2 separate regions of the Gossypium hirsutum genome follow, and region 2 is linked to region 1. The links are chromatin contacts, called in public Hi-C maps. All regions are on one chromosome and are shown on one strand. Each heading gives the region's core, a stretch centred on a gene start, on an enhancer-like site or on the middle of the called end of the contact. The rest is flanking DNA. Distances are from core to core; before and after follow the strand shown.

Region 1 (4,451 bases), core at 477-2,976:
TAATTATTAAGAAGACACAATGGTGACAATGAGATAAAATAAGATTGTATTGAGTGAACGGATTTAACTTAAAGGAATCAATGATATTATATGAGGGTAACACACACATGACGAGGTCCTTGGACAAAACAATTAAATGAATTGCTTTAGTAAAAAGTATACAATACGGAGTTTTCAATCATGATACTTCTTGTAGACTGATTCCATGATTAAGTAATTGCGAATTGTCGGAACAATACTTCTAGACATAATTGCAATTACTAGAGCCTAATTGTATATGTTTGATTGGTCCCTCCACTACAGAATTGAACGATGCAAGTGCGACACCATTAAGGAACCTCAAGCCGGTTCGACTGCTACCGGTTCGGTCTAGGTCAATGAAAACCCGATCGGCCCGATCAAGCCACCAGTTGGACTGTCGACCTGGTTCGACCAGTTTTGGGTCTTGGTTTTGGGTTCCCGAGCTCAATTTACGATCTTAGGTCCAATTTTCAAGTTTAATTACCCTTGGGCTAATTGTCTGACTTGAAAATTAATTTCTAAAAATATCATATTAATTTTAATTAATTTGATTAATTTAATTTTACTTGATTAAAAATAATTTTTCTAAAAATAACTTAGATTTTCCAAATTATTTTTCAATAAAATTCTTTAACCAAATTCTATAGTTGAACAATTCTCACGATCACCTAATTTAATTTCATATCGAATAAATCGACTCAATTAAATTATTTCCAAAGTCGTGGAATTTTCTTCTGATTTAAATACAGTCCGATCGAACTTTTGTTGAGCTAGCGGAGGGACCGATCAAACATATACAATTAGGCTCTAGTAATTGCAATTATGTCTAGAAGCACTGTTTTGATAATTCGCAATTATTTAGTCATGAAGTCAGTCCACAAGAAGAATCATGATTGAAAACTCCTTATTGTATACTTTTTACGAAAGTGATTCATCCAACTATTTTATCCAATGACCTCGTAATGTGTGTTACCCTCATATGATATCATTGATTCCTTTGAGTTAAACATGTTCACTCAATACAATCCTATTTTATCTCATTGTCATCATTGTGTCTTCTTAATGATTAATATGATCATTGACAACAAATGACTGTGATAAATTGCTCGTTCGAGAACCAACAACCTGTGACCATGTTCCATATTTATCAATCCACACAATGCCAATGAGAGGATATCATTAACTCTTTAATTGAACTATGAAATTCACTGTTGCTAGTAAAGCTATGCCATACACAAATCATATACCTAACATACCGGCTATGGGCTCAATCATTTTTAGAACATAAGCCTCCACTTATACCACACATTCATGTTTGAAAATGGATCCCACAAGTTTGAAGATATGATGAATACCATTGATCAATAGACAGTAAAAGATAATATTTAATATGTATTTTTAACTTCACAAACTTTCAAATACAATTTTTTTAATGGAAATTCAAGCTTTCAAAGCATAACACTAATTTCACCCATAATTTTAAGTAAATAAAGGAAAAAATGTTAAAATTATTCTATTACGTTGATTTGTTGTGTTTGAGGACTGTTAGCTTATTGTGGTCGGGCTTTTTCAGCGTGGCCCATTTCATGAAAGTAATTTTTTTACTCCCAAAATATTTAAGGGCCTAAATTGCGGAATTGTAGTTCTTAATTACCATTTATCATCAATAAATAGGCCCGGCTCTATTCAGCGGAGTTATTAAAATTTGAAATTGAAAGCCTCCCGCCAGAAATGAGTTCGAAATAAAACGAGATTTTCAAAATGAAAGAAAAAGAAAATCAAACTCCGCGAAAAGAACACCGACGATCTTTAGATCTCGCCAATCGCCGATCAAATGATTCTCCGGCGAAGAAAACTTCAAAGAAGGTCAGTGATTCTGACCAATAATTTCTCAATATCCTCTCGTCATTGTTTCCTCTGCATTTGCGAGCTAATTTATTTATTTTTCTTTGTTTCCCTTGCAGATTGCTCAGAAGAGTTTAATCGAAGCATTCATTTCCCCGATCGAAGATGATTTACCTAATATTTCTGAAGAGTCCATTGATTTCTCTTCAATTTCTGCCGTTTCAGATGCTAATTTCAACTTTGAAACTACTGAGGTACGAATTATTTACTTAGCTTTTTATGTGTGTATATATTTGAGTAAGAATTGCAGGAGGTAGATTAAATTAAATTTTAATCTGAATGCGCGAATAAGCGTAATCTCTGTTATTGATTTAAAATAATGGTTTATGCGTTTTACTTATGCTTTATTCAACCGTCAATAAGCGCGGTAAAATAAATTTCAAATCTATCTTTATTTTCCGTGAAAAACTGTTCTCAAGGATGAATAGTAGTTTTTTCTTCCCTTCTAAATTATATATATTTCAAGTTCCTTGCAAAATATTATGATAATATGTTCGAAAATTTGGTTAGATAAATGAAAAATGCATAATAGGTAGGTTCGGTTGTTAAATTCTTTGCGTCTGTTTCAGAGCATTGCCATCACATCGAATCCATTACTTTCAAGTTCATCAGAAACTTTCATATCATCTGAAATCGGTCCTTATTCAAAGATAAGCGCTGCAAATAGGGATGAACCAATTGACTTTTCAATGACTGGTTTAGCGGAAGTAGAGATTTTTCTGGATCTTCTAAAACAAGCTCGGTTCCAAGCATTGAATTCTGCTCACTTGGAGAACAAATCCAAGAAGGTTCTAGATGCATTAATCGAGTTCACTATTAAGGAGTTTTACACTATGCCTCAAGAGATAGATAAGCTACAGGAAATTGTTTCTAGAAATGCTCATGTCCGATTTCTCTGCTTATTGACTTGGGTTGTTGCGGTTTCCTTATTTTCCTTGTATTTGTTCTGCTATTCAAGACCCGTTTGCTCTTTCACGGGACCGCCGCCAACTTGAAGGTAACTTTTACTGTTTTCATGTTAATTGGATTTGGATTTTCGGATCATCTTCGTCACTCCATTTTGATGACATGTTACAGTTTCAATGTGTATAGTCTTGCTCTGATCATTTTCATAATTTCGTATTAATAAGACTGATATTGCACATATTAATTAAGTGTTAATTAGTTGAATGATTTTTATATTCAGATGCTTGATTGATTCTAAGATCTCTAAACTTATTGCTAGTCACAATTTTACCGAACAACCCATGTCCCGGAAAATCCCCGCACCATGTCTAGCAATTATGAAAATCAGGGATGCCAATTTCAGCCCTTTTTTTTTTTAAACTTTAGCTTAGATGGTAACATGCTAAAACTTAAATTGATAGTAACTGAAGACTTAAATTAGCAACAAGTACGGCAGTCTGGTTGCATAGATATGCATGTCTACCTCCTTTTTTTGTCCTTAACTGATGATGATTTAATGAATTGGTCAATAATTGAACTTGTTTATTGCATGGTAATAACTTCATGCCCCTTCACGCTTAACAACTAAAGTCTATTCTTTGGGTTGAGAACTCTCAAAGAATTTGAAAGTATGTTGTTTTGGCTCTTATTTTTTATGAAGTACTTCTGTCTAATGATTTTCTAATGATCCTTCAAAAACATGGAATAACTTAGGAAAAATAAACATACTTGTGCTGGTACATACTCATTCGATAGTCCGACCCTTGTCTGACTAACAGTATAGTGTACTTAGATATTTGACATGCCCAGATTTATTTTCCTGCAACTAGACTGTCAAGACCATATATTTTGACCTCTTCATATAGCTTGTGTGTGGCTGTATTGTTTAGTATTCAGTAGTGGGTCCAATGTTCAAAGCTATCACCGTTTCATATTTTTGTTTGTTAGACTTAGCTAAAACAAGTCAACCTATCATTCGCATTATTCGAATGAAATGCAACCAAAGGAAAGCATGACTGCGTGAAAATTGTAGTAGGAGCAACACCAGTCAACTTCACAGTGGCTCTTAGTTCACAGGAATGGACAAGTTTTATATTTATGTTATCAACTATTACTATCCTTGAAGTAAATAAACTATTTAGGTAATAGGATAGGACTGCCTTATAGGGGTGATAATTAGGAATTTGTGAGAAGGAATGGGAATATTCTGAGATGGTGAATCATTAGATATGGAGTTAATATGATTGTATTTAAATTTAAAAAAAAATTATGACAGGTCATACATGATAAACATATTTAATTATGTGTCAAGCACAATATTAAATATAAATTCTTGAGAGTAAAAAGAAATAGATAAAACATTGGTAACATAGATGGTGACACCAAATGAAATCTTATAAACTCTTTCTATGAAAGTGGTTGCATCAGGGGATAAGTGAGTAATAATGTAAAAACTAAACTCGTAGTTGAATCTTAGTTTAGTTGATTCAATTGATTGGATGTTCGATTTAAAAAATTTATAAAAATAATAAACAAATAAATATTAAAAAATTCACAACTAATTAAGTTTTTTATTTTAT
Region 2 (4,527 bases), core at 1,977-4,476, 33 kb after region 1:
AAAAAGAAAAAAAAAAGACAAATGAAAAGGACATGCATTAAAAACATTGCATGATTTAACTAAAGTATTCTAAACCCACATGGAGGGGTCATGCCTTCTCCATTAAACTCCAACAAAGCAAAAACAAAAATCACCAAACTAAAAAGCAATCTAATTGTATGGATGGCAGCCTAAATTTGGTCCCCATTTAACATATCTCTGTTTAATTCATACTTATATTGAATTTCAAGTTTCATCTGAGTTTTTTTTAATTATTTTTAATATATATTCTTTTACTTTTAATTAATATTATTGTAACACTTTTAAAACTATTATGTTATATAAGTGGTACTAAATTGAGAACTTGCATAGTAAAATATAAATTGAAACAAATAATATGTTACGAGATATTAATTTAAGGTATGGACTAAATTGTAAAAAAAATGAAAAAAAAAGTAAGAAATTGTTACAATTATTGAAGAGCTTAGAATATGGGTTTGTTTACGCACTTAAAATAATGAAAGTGGTTTTGAGGGTTCATTTTCCTAACTAATCCCACCATAAATCATCTCACTTTGGTCTTTTTGGGTTGGATTCTGTTGTCCCTGTGCCAACAAAATTTTAGAAATTTGTTTTTTGTTTTTTGTTTTTTTGTATCATCTCTTTCTTCATTTGTTATTATTGTATCTCATTTAGCGAACTCTGCGGACTTTACAGTGTACTCATAGAGAGCTAGGCACGTGTCTTCCAATGGAATTAATGACATTGTGAACTTTAATTCGACGAACTTTGGAAATGATAATTGATTGCTAATCATCTTAAAACATCACTCGTAGCGCCACCGTCACTACCCAAAGTATTAAATCAGACTTCAATACCGATAACCTTAGAACACATATCCAAGTTTATTCCCCATTATAAAAAAGTCATGCAAACTACTCACAAGAACTCATGTAAACATTTCTTCTTTCTAAATCCCCATACTTTTCATAAACAATAACCTCTCTCCCCACTCTGATCTTTCCTCTTCCTATAAATTCATTATTTTATAAATAAATTTTAGATTTTCATAAGGTGAAAGCTATTATCTTTCGAGAACTCAAGCACATTCCTAGCTTCAAGAGACTGTATTGAAAATTCTCTTTTAAAAAAACCAAAAAAGGAAAATTGGAAAACTTAGTGAAATGAACCGGTCTTGTTAATGTCTCCTCGCAAGATTTTGTTTCGTTCTTCTTTATATATTTTTTTATATAACTTCTTCCAATCTTTAAATTGAAAATTTTACGTCATAGATCGCATAAAGAAGTCCGCGACCAAGACACACTCTAATGTTTCCTTTTTGTTTATTGGGGGTCATTTGGTATACTGGAAGTGACTCAAGTCCTACTTAGATCTAGCTAAATTGCAAACCTTGTATTTTATCAGGGTTAATTATTATAAATACTAAGTAATAAATATATACAGAATTTAAATCCTTTAGGACTCTCTTATTGTAGATGAGAATTAATCTCAACTATTGTGTAATTTGACCTGTACCGTTGGATCTAGGGAAGCTCAGCTATAAATAGAGTCTTTCCCCTCCATTTGATAATTGAGTTAAAGAATATATTAAGAGTATTTACTCAAACACTTGGTTTGCGCTGTTTTCCTTTGGCTTTTCTATTTCTTGTTGCTCTGTTATGTGAGTTTGCTTCGGTGCCTTGGAGAATTTCTGCAAGAATTCTCATTTTTCAAGAGTAGACTGATTTAGGCAAATTTGAATCCAAAAAATTGTCTAAGGTCACGTGATTTACCATATTAAAATTCTAGTCCCGTGACATTTACACATGCTTAAATTCATATAATTCTTGATTATTACAATAATAATATTATTAATTAAGCTAAGACATAATTAACCATTTTTTCTCAATTTAGATAATTTACTACAAATTAAATAGGAAAACTGCAAAATTAATTGCTTCATCAACTTTTATTGAGTTGAGGATCGGTTTCCCAAAAATGTTTTTTTTCTAATTAATCACCAATGGTTTAAGATTTGTCCTCAAAAGGATGTGGTTTAAGATATTGGCATGAAAAAGTTCCTCAAACATGAAAAAACATATATTTATGAAAGTTTGGAGAATTTAAGAGGCAAATCTATGTGTGTATACTCCCTCCAACTAATGACATTAAATTATGGCCTAATTGGCAGAGCCATTCCCATGCTTCTTCTGCACCCATTGCCTGCAATTATTTCACATTCAAAGGAATTTTTGTGTGTGGTTAATACGAGGTTTGAAAGCAACTTAATTAAGCATATAGATGTTAGATCATGTGTAGCTTCTTCCACTTCTCATAATTTCGCAACTTTGCCTCCTTCTCTATAACCAATTTTTTAAAATTAATCTAGTTTTCGATAAGTTCATCTGATACCCCGACCCATTTTTATTTTAACTTCAGAGGCCGAGTATCGAAGTATTGCAAACACAGACTGTTGACTTAACCTGGTTTGTTGTTCTTCTCACTGAACTTGGGGAGCATCTGGTGTGACGATAGAGGGACAATTCAGTGCATTTTTGTGCGTGAAAAGGTTGCTCAAGGTGATCTACAAATCAATCATGTTCACCAAACCTCTTTTAGAGGTGTCTTTTACCAGCTTGAGTATGCACTTTACAAAATGTTGACCTACCATGTTTTGTTTCCACAAACTTGAAAACAGTAGATAATGAGGTTGAGGAATTTAACACATGTTAAATGTGTGTGCGTTGTTAACTAATATAACTGAATTAGTTAGAGACTGTTAGCTAGTTAATGTTATTAGGTAATTAGTTATTCAGTTAACCCTCTTGATCAGCTTTCTATATATAGTTGAGTCTTTGTAATTCATCATTGAGTTCTATGTTGCTTTTCTCACTTTCACTGTTTTTTAGCTTCTTGTTAATATAACTTTATGGCATACAACATTAAGAATGTTGTAGTAATTTATGTAATTACACAAAACAATACTAAATTTGTAATAATTTATATATAATGTAAAAAATTATAAAAATGTTTTTCAAGTTATTTTAATTAAAATTTTATATAAAATAAAAATATTGGTTATTTTGAAAAGTTGATGTCCTGTCCCGTGACAAACAAGTCAGAATAGTCTATACAGATAAAAAAAATGAGCTTGAAATTTGCAAATGGCGAGACCCATGTAGAAATGGGCATAAAAACAACAAAGACACTTTGGCACTTTGGGTCTCTGCCCCTCCACCTATATCATTGGGCTTCTCGTGAAAATTTGGCACTTTGGCAAGGCCACATTGACTTGATTTAGGGCCCCTTTTGGATGCCTTGAACGTTCTAATTTCTTCTTTCAAAAATATAACCTCACTTTTTATCTTCTTCTTCTTCTTTATCCCTAAAAGTTAAAATAGTTTATGACACAACCTTATTTCTTTTCACGTTTGGGAACCTTAATGCTCGTACAAAATTATTTAAGTTGTTTCACGAAAAACCTAACTCTCAAACTTTTAAATTGCACCGATTAAGTTTTTTGACCAATATTTATTGTCTTTGACTGTTACATCATTGACGTGGCTATTAACGGCGCTAATGTGGCGGTCCATATTAGCGATATTTGATGACATGCCATGCCAAAAAAAGAAATAAATAAAATTAAAAACATTATTTAAAACTTTATGTTCGGAACAAACTTAGATAAATGGTTGAATAAATTTCAAAAAAGTTTTTAAAAAAACATTAACAATTTATTTTGGCAGTATAGAGTAATTGAATGAAAAAGTAATTACAAAGAATTGTAATTCCTTAGACGTTTGGCTGATAGAGTGTAATTACATCGTAATCTCATATGTCATGTTTGGTAGTACAAATTGTAATTACAGAGTTACATAATTTACATTTAAAAAAATATTAATTACTATAAAAAAATTATTAATATGATAAAAATAATTTGTAAATAAGTAACAAGAATTAAAACCAAGTCATCATATGTATCGTGTTAGTCTATAAAAGTAGTTGATAATACGATTACTAATAAAAATAACAAGAAAAGTAAACATCATATGCAATTTTATCTGATTATTCTAATGCATATTTGTTAGATTATTCTCTCTTTAATATTTAACATATGCTCATTACCATCTTCTGTTGGTCTTGGACCGAGTTCATATCATATGAATTTGAATATGCATCAGTAAGATTATTAAGATATCCTTCTTCCATATTCTCTTCGAAGTATAGGTTATCTCAAATTCCACCTAAATTATAGTTATGAAATATGCAACATTTTAGTACAAGCCAATCTTTTTTTTTTATGCTATACTAAGGTAATGTTAATATAGGAAATATTTTTTAGAACAATAAATATCTTTTCAACCACATTAGGATCGACCTTATAATATAGTCCAAATGGTTTGTAGCTTTAATTATAAAAACTTATATAAATTTAACTTGGAGAAAGAATTATGTTATGTTATATCATTTTTCGCAATACATAAATTAAGTAAGAAATAATATAAAATTTATAATATATAACTTTATAAAAAAGTTTTATAAATTTCC

What was found. Hi-C and Micro-C count contacts between places; a contact is called where the count stands out from the background.
Region 2: a contact with region 1 is called in a Hi-C map of leaf, with 5 times the contacts expected there. The contact joins the enhancer-like site here to the promoter of LOC107908373 in region 1. A contact is called at or near these places in 11 of 34 Hi-C or Micro-C datasets (anther, callus, cotyledon and 4 more).

Annotation. Positions count from the first base shown.
Region 1 is chrD02:8,230,768-8,235,218 of Gossypium_hirsutum_v2.1, forward strand. It overlaps LOC107908373, which reads left to right and starts at 1,727. Exons shown (of 3, transcript XM_016835552.2): 1 at 1,727-1,887; 2 at 1,986-2,120; 3 at 2,496-3,096. The coding sequence starts at 1,783. The coding sequence ends at 2,921.
Region 2 is chrD02:8,262,430-8,266,956 of Gossypium_hirsutum_v2.1, forward strand. No RefSeq gene overlaps it. Among protein-coding and RNA genes, the nearest start is that of LOC107910567, 13 kb to the right of the region's middle. Within about 2 kb of position 3,227, at least 2 of the 9 cell types and tissues checked have an H3K27ac peak or open chromatin away from gene starts, as enhancers often do. A contact at or near this core is called in leaf, where this site is marked.